Linked DNA regions of Macaca mulatta: region 2 is linked to region 1. A link is a contact called in public Hi-C data. All regions are on one chromosome and are shown on one strand. The core of a region is the stretch at or near the end of the contact, and the rest is flanking DNA. Distances in the headings are between cores, read along the strand shown.

Evidence for each region. Hi-C and Micro-C count contacts between places; a contact is called where the count stands out from the background.
Region 2: a Hi-C map of sperm shows a contact between it and region 1, with 3 times the contacts expected there. The contact joins the promoter of HOXB2 here to the promoter of HOXB3 in region 1. A contact is called at or near these places in 3 of 14 Hi-C or Micro-C datasets (liver, lung fibroblasts and sperm).

The regions. Positions count from the first base shown.
Region 1 is chr16:61,419,009-61,422,004 of T2T-MMU8v2.0, forward strand. It overlaps HOXB3 (homeobox B3), which reads left to right and starts at 1,701. Exons shown (of 5, transcript XM_077971327.1): 1 at 1,701-1,830. HOXB5 (homeobox B5) reads left to right here. Exons shown (of 2, transcript XM_001088160.4): 2 at 1-699. It overlaps LOC106994015 (a long non-coding RNA gene), which reads right to left and starts at 1,553. Exons shown (of 3, transcript XR_001440403.3): 1 at 1,366-1,553.
Region 2 is chr16:61,464,107-61,467,047 of T2T-MMU8v2.0, forward strand. HOXB2 (homeobox B2) reads left to right here and starts at 1,431. Exons shown (of 2, transcript XM_015119387.3): 1 at 1,431-2,371. The coding sequence starts at 1,984. It overlaps LOC106994014 (a long non-coding RNA gene), which reads right to left. Exons shown (of 7, transcript XR_013406598.1): 1 at 2,483-2,941; 2 at 1,308-1,447; 3 at 925-1,050; 4 at 122-211.

The DNA.
Region 1 (2,996 bases), core at 451-2,950:
CGCCAGCGTTTCTGAATGTTTGTGTCTGTGATTGCAGTCCTTCCCCCAGGAAAAAAAAAAAAAAAAAAAAAGAAATTCGCATGTTTAATGTGAACTCTCCCCTCCCCATCTGTGTTCTAACTTATTTATAAAAAGATGATCGCTGTATTTTGAGTTTCAGCTGGAAACTTCTGCAAGGGGCAGCAGTTGAGGTGGGGTAGTGCCGCAGTGGGGCCAAGCTGAGCTGGCCTCGGAGATGGAGTCTCTTTTCATTCTCCTCCTCCTCTCTCTCCACTCCCCAGGCCCAAGTCTCCTAGGGGCTTGGTCCTAGGGTGGGAAGGGGCTAGGGAGGACCAAAGGGATGATATTGAGAAAAAAGAAAAAAGATAGTGAGATTTAAGTTCCTGCTGCCTGAGTAGGCCCCGCAAGGCCTGGTCTGGGAGTATACGGAAACAAAAATGATCCTCAGTGCAAAATGTCTTGTGTATTTCTCTGTGAATCTATGGGTCTGGCTAGAGGGCCCAAAGCTTGTAAATATGGGGATAGTCTGGGTCAGACCCATCTCTCCCTTACCCATTTTGCTTCCAAGACCATTTGTAGTGAGCGAGTGGATGCTGTGCTACATGTGAAATCTGTCTTTGCGGGGCCTGTCTCAGTGATTCGCTTTTGGTATTTGTTTGTAGCTTTCCTGGAAGTCAAATAAATGTTTCCCCCACTCCATTGCCCTTCCACTTGTCTTTTCTCCGAGGGGTCTGCCTCTTCCATCCCAGGCACACCCTGCACCATTCTCAATGGATCTGGGGTGCAGGGAAGAAAAAGTAGGCTGCTCCCCAACAGCTCTTCTCAGCCATGTAAGTCCCTGGCTTGGTCAACAGTACCCGGGCTAGAGAACAGACCTTTGTGCCTGGGGAACTCCAAGGCCCAGAAACCCTATGTGGGGCTGGGGCAGGGGAAAGGCTGAACTAGACTCCATCCTGGTCTTCCATTAGCTGGCCAAGGAAGCCTCTGGAAAACTCTTCTGGGAAAGTAATTTGGGCCTAAGTCCTCAGCAGGAGGCTCCTAGCCTTTTGGGAGTGGTAGAGGCCTGCCCAGCCCCCTGTCTCCTACTGCAAGTCCCAATTCAGCTCTGCCACCAACTAAAGCAAAAAAAAAAAAAAAAAAATCAGTTGGATTTCAAAGGATTTCTCTCATCCTCAGCCTTCCCTACCCTTATCAAGGGCTCCTTCTCTCCAAGGGTCCAACTGATCTTCCCTCTTGATTAGGAGTTAGAGTCCTTTCAGAAAGACCCCTGGTTCCCCCTTCAGCCTGGCCCAGGGCCAGGGCCCAGTCCACCTCCATCCAAGTCAGCCTCCACCCTGATCGCAAGAGTCAAGTCTGGACACTTACCCGGTCAATCCCTTCCAGCTTGGCCCAACTTCTTACTGGACTTGGGGGGAGGGGGAGCTGGTGAGGAGGCAGCCGAGGGTCGTGGAGGCTCTACTTGGCCCTCCTTTCCCTTCACCCCTTGACTTTGTCCCCCTTTGTCGATAGCAAACTATCCCAAAAGTCGCTATGACATTTAGATGTCAAATGGATAGGGGTTTTATCTCGAAGTTAGATCGTAAAAATCGCCGAGAAGTCAGACAGATACCCCTCACTGGCTCGAGAAAGTCACGTGAGGTCCATAAAGTTAGTTTTATGGTTTTGGGGAGTTGACACCGCGCAGTATATTTCACATTCTCCAGAATGTTAAGTGACACTTTAACTGCTCGCTGTGATGGGGAAGGGGGCAGAAGTAGGTGAGCACTCTTCCAGCCTGGAGCAGCCGGACCAGCCCAGAAGGCAGCAGCGGCCCAGGCCAGCATTCCCACAGTAAGTCGCTTTCAGTTTTCGCTTTTACCCCTTGCAATTCTGGGACTTGGGACTGGGGGAAGAAAACTTGTTTCCAGCTGGGGCTGTGGGGTGATGTGGGGGAAATTTAGCCTGTTTTATGCACCCAGTTCTAAGGGACTGTGTGCCTGAAATGAGTGCTCTCAGTTTCATAAGGCCTCATGGGTCGGGGGTGCCTGATTTTTACTAGCAGGAGTGTCTGACTTTGTGGGGAAAAGGGTTTGTGTAGGGGATTCATACTCCCTCAGTGCCAGTGGAAATTTAGGGACCAAGAAGGAGGGGTGTGTATTGCTGAAAGAAGGGGCCGTTGTGGGGGGCCACTTCACTGCTGGATATCTTCAGACAGCTATTTCCCCACCCTCAGTAAAGAAACTTTATGACATTCATTTGTCAGAGGTGTGGGGGGGTGCACCTCTGGGCACTTTTATCCGGATACATGTGAGCTGAGAAAAAGCACCGGGTAGGTGGCTGCTGTGGGCTGCCTTGCTCTGGGATGCTCTCTGGCTTTCAGATCTTTGAAGCCCATAAAAAGGGGTCCCTCCAGTTATCTTTGGCTTCATCAGGCTTCTCTGGGATGGGGAGCACAGTGCTGCTTTTGCTTCCACCTTCAGCCTGTTGGTCTCAAGCTAATCTTTCTCCTTGCCTCAAAGTAGGATCCTGAAGTCAGACTACGGAGCGGACAGAGTGGGCAATCCCCCCAGTTCAAAACCTAATTCCTGAACCAGGAGTGGGGGAAGGGAAGAGCTTCTTCTCTTGCCTAGAGGTGTTAGGTGTTTAAGTAGAACTCTGGCATGCCCTCCATAAATAAAATTAGCTCAAGAATACAAATCCCTCAACTGTCAGGAGGAAATAGGTTCAGGAGCTGGAAGAGAAAATAGGAAAGGTGCTCTTTTTCCCTCTTCTCTTCCGGGCACACCCTCAAAGGCCCCTTTGTTTTGTGGCACCATAAACCAGAGAGACTTCAGGATTTTATCCCCAGGGGTTCTGTTATTTTCTAGGGAAAAGTCACCCTTCTAAAAGTCAGAGGCCTCTTCCCCACCAAATTGATCCCCCTCCAATTTAAGACCTATGGGGCTAACTACCCTGTCACTCCTGCTTTCACCAGCCTGCCATCCCTTGATTCACCTCACCAACTGCCATAGGTAGTT
Region 2 (2,941 bases), core at 181-2,680, 45 kb after region 1:
GCATGACTCCCCGGTCCCTGCAGCCCCCACCTCCAACTCCCCTTTCTTCATCCTCCGCTCCCCCATCCTCATGCTTCTACTCAAGACTTCTCTGCTCTTCTTTTTAAATACTCACCACCACCCACGCAGATGTTACATTGACAGAAAGTTTCTAGTTCCAGCTCCGGGCTCAGTTGCCATTTCTCTGCTAACCAGCCTTCTCCTGGCTGGGCTGCAGAGAGAGAGGAGGGGGAGGGGAGGCCAGAGCCGTGGGAGTTCTCCAGGCAAACTTTCCACCCAACTTAGCGCTTTCCCTCTGTCCCCATTTCCCATCTGTTTCCCAGCTCTCCCAGAATCACCTTTCTCTTTTGCACCCCCACCTCCACCCCCACCCCCAGGCCTTTTTAAGAGATGTGAAATTTTGGCTGTTCCCTCTGCTTTCCCAAAGAGCCAAATTCTTTGATGCAATCGGAGGGAGCTGTCAGGGGGCTAAGATTGATCGCCTCATCTCCTCTCCGTCCCTCTGACCCACTTATTTAAAAATCTTCCCCCAGATCGACTTTTCATTTTCTGCTTTGAGGCCTAGTTTCCCACCAATTGCTTGGGGCTTAGAGTCTTGTGCCCTCTTTCTATAGTAAATTACAACACTCTAAACTTCAGACTATCTCGGTCTCCTCAAAATAAAATAAATTTTAAAAGCATTTCCCCTCAGGAGCCAGAAATGGAATATCATCTCAGTGGTCATTATTTCCACCCGCGCCATTTTCAGGGAATTCTTCCTTGTCAGGGATTTTTTTTTTTTTTTTTTTTTTTTTTAAACTAGCACAATGGCAAAAATGGGAGGGAAAGTCTCTTTGTCCTAGGGGAAAAGCTCCCCACCACATTCATGCACACACATACGCTGATCTGAACTTTGAGAGTGCTCTAAGTTAAATCAGTGGCTACCTGAGTTCTTGTTCATGTCCCTGGATATGGATACAGATATGAGCTTGAGGCTTGAGTGGGTACATGCACATCTTAGACTCTGCTTGTTTTCGGGGGGAGGGAGGTGTCACAGAGAAGCATGGATGCCTGAAAGTGAGGAAAGCAGGGGGACATAAGGGGAAGAGGCAGTGCTGCAAACACTGGGCAGAGACGAGAACCCAGGCCACACAGCGATGGAGGCCAGAGGCCCAAAAATGCCCCTCATGCTCCATCTCACTCTTATGTGTCCGCCTGGGAGTTCCTGTCCATTTCCCAAGATTTAACTGTTGCTTTTGGAGGGTTAACATGGGGATAGTGGTGCTGATGATTATAAATCTCTTTCTTATTTGCACCTTAACACTGACCTTTTTCAAAGAGTGGAAGCCTCTTTCGACTCCCTCTTCCTCCAACGCAGGGATCCTCACTCATCTTTTCTTGGGGAAGGGGAGAAGGGAAGACGATGCTGCTGGCCACGTAAGCCACGAAAGGAAAGCCTTAATTTACTCTATTAAAACATTTGGAAAAGAGGAAGGTTTCTCCCTTAGAGTCTCTTCTTTTCCAAGCTTCTGAAACCTTCTAACCTCCGAAAGGGATGAGGAAGTGGTTTCTCTAGCTTTTCTGGAGAAAGGGAGGCACTGGGGAGAGAGCGTGTGAGGCACTGGTGTAGGAATGGGGGCTCATGGTGTCCAGGTCATGGTCCTCTGGTGTTTTTGAATCAATTAAAGCAAATAATGCTCTCTGTTTTCCACCAGGCCCAGACGAGCGATTGGCGGAGACCGGTCCCGTGACCACGAATTCCCTGTAATTTCGCCGGAGTCCTGGGTTTAATAGAGAGAGTCCCCATACGCTTGTATTTATCAGCAATATACAAATATAAAGGCCCAAAATTTAAAAAAAAAAAAAAAAAGAGAGAGAGACCGAAATCTCCCCCTCCCAAAATCGCTCCATTACATAAATCTGGGGGGGGCAGGAGGGGGGGTCCCTTCCGATCCTCCCTCCTGACGCCCCCCCCAGCAGCCCCCTCCCCCACCATTGAAAGCCATGAATTTTGAATTTGAGAGGGAGATTGGGTTTATAAACAGCCAGCCATCGCTCGCCGAGTGTCTGACTTCCTTCCCCGCTGTCTTGGAGACATTTCAAACTTCATCAATCAAGGAGTCGACATTAATTCCTCCTCCTCCTCCTTTCGAGCAAACCTTCCCCAGCCTCCAGCCCGGCGCCTCCACCCTTCAGAGACCCAGGAGCCAAAAGCGAGCCGAAGATGGGCCTGCTCTGCCGCCGCCACCGCCGCTGCTCCCCGCTGCCCCCCCGGCCCCCGAGTTCCCTTGGATGAAAGAGAAGAAATCCGCCAAGAAACCCAGCCAATCCGCCACGTCTCCTTCCCCGGCCGCCTCCGCTGTCCCGGCCTCCGGGGTCGGATCGCCTGCAGGTCGGTAAGCCTGGTGGGGGTGGGGTGAGGGGCACCCTACAAGAGGGGGAGAAAAAGCAGTGGAAGGAGGTTAAAAAAAAAAAAGGTGGCAAGCCTGTTGGGGTTCCTTACCCCGTCCATTCCCGGCATGGGGAAGAAGAATATCCCACTGGGGGACAAGCCTGGCCTCTGCCAGCGTCTTTTTTTTTTTTTTTTTTCCTCTCTCTCTCTCTCTCTCTCTCTCTCTCTCTCTCTCCCTACAGCTGATTTTGAAAGCTGGTTGGGGAAACGCCTTTTTTCTGCTAGAAGAAAATGATTTGATTGAGGTTTTCATCCGTATCTGTGTAGGGGAATGAATATGTTGTTGCTGGGATAGACTCTAGAAGCAGAAAAAGATTCGGTCCTTTCTGCCCCAACTCTAGGAGAAGAGGAAGAATTGAGAGCTAGGGAGGAAGAGGGGTGAAGAACAATCTTTATGACCCTCGCTCCGGTTGAGTTGGAAAGTTCCGAATTGAGGGGTCCACTGGGAGGGCTTGGGAGGGGGGATCTGAGGTTTCGGCGCCAAAGGGAGCGGCTCTCCGCCCCCTGCGT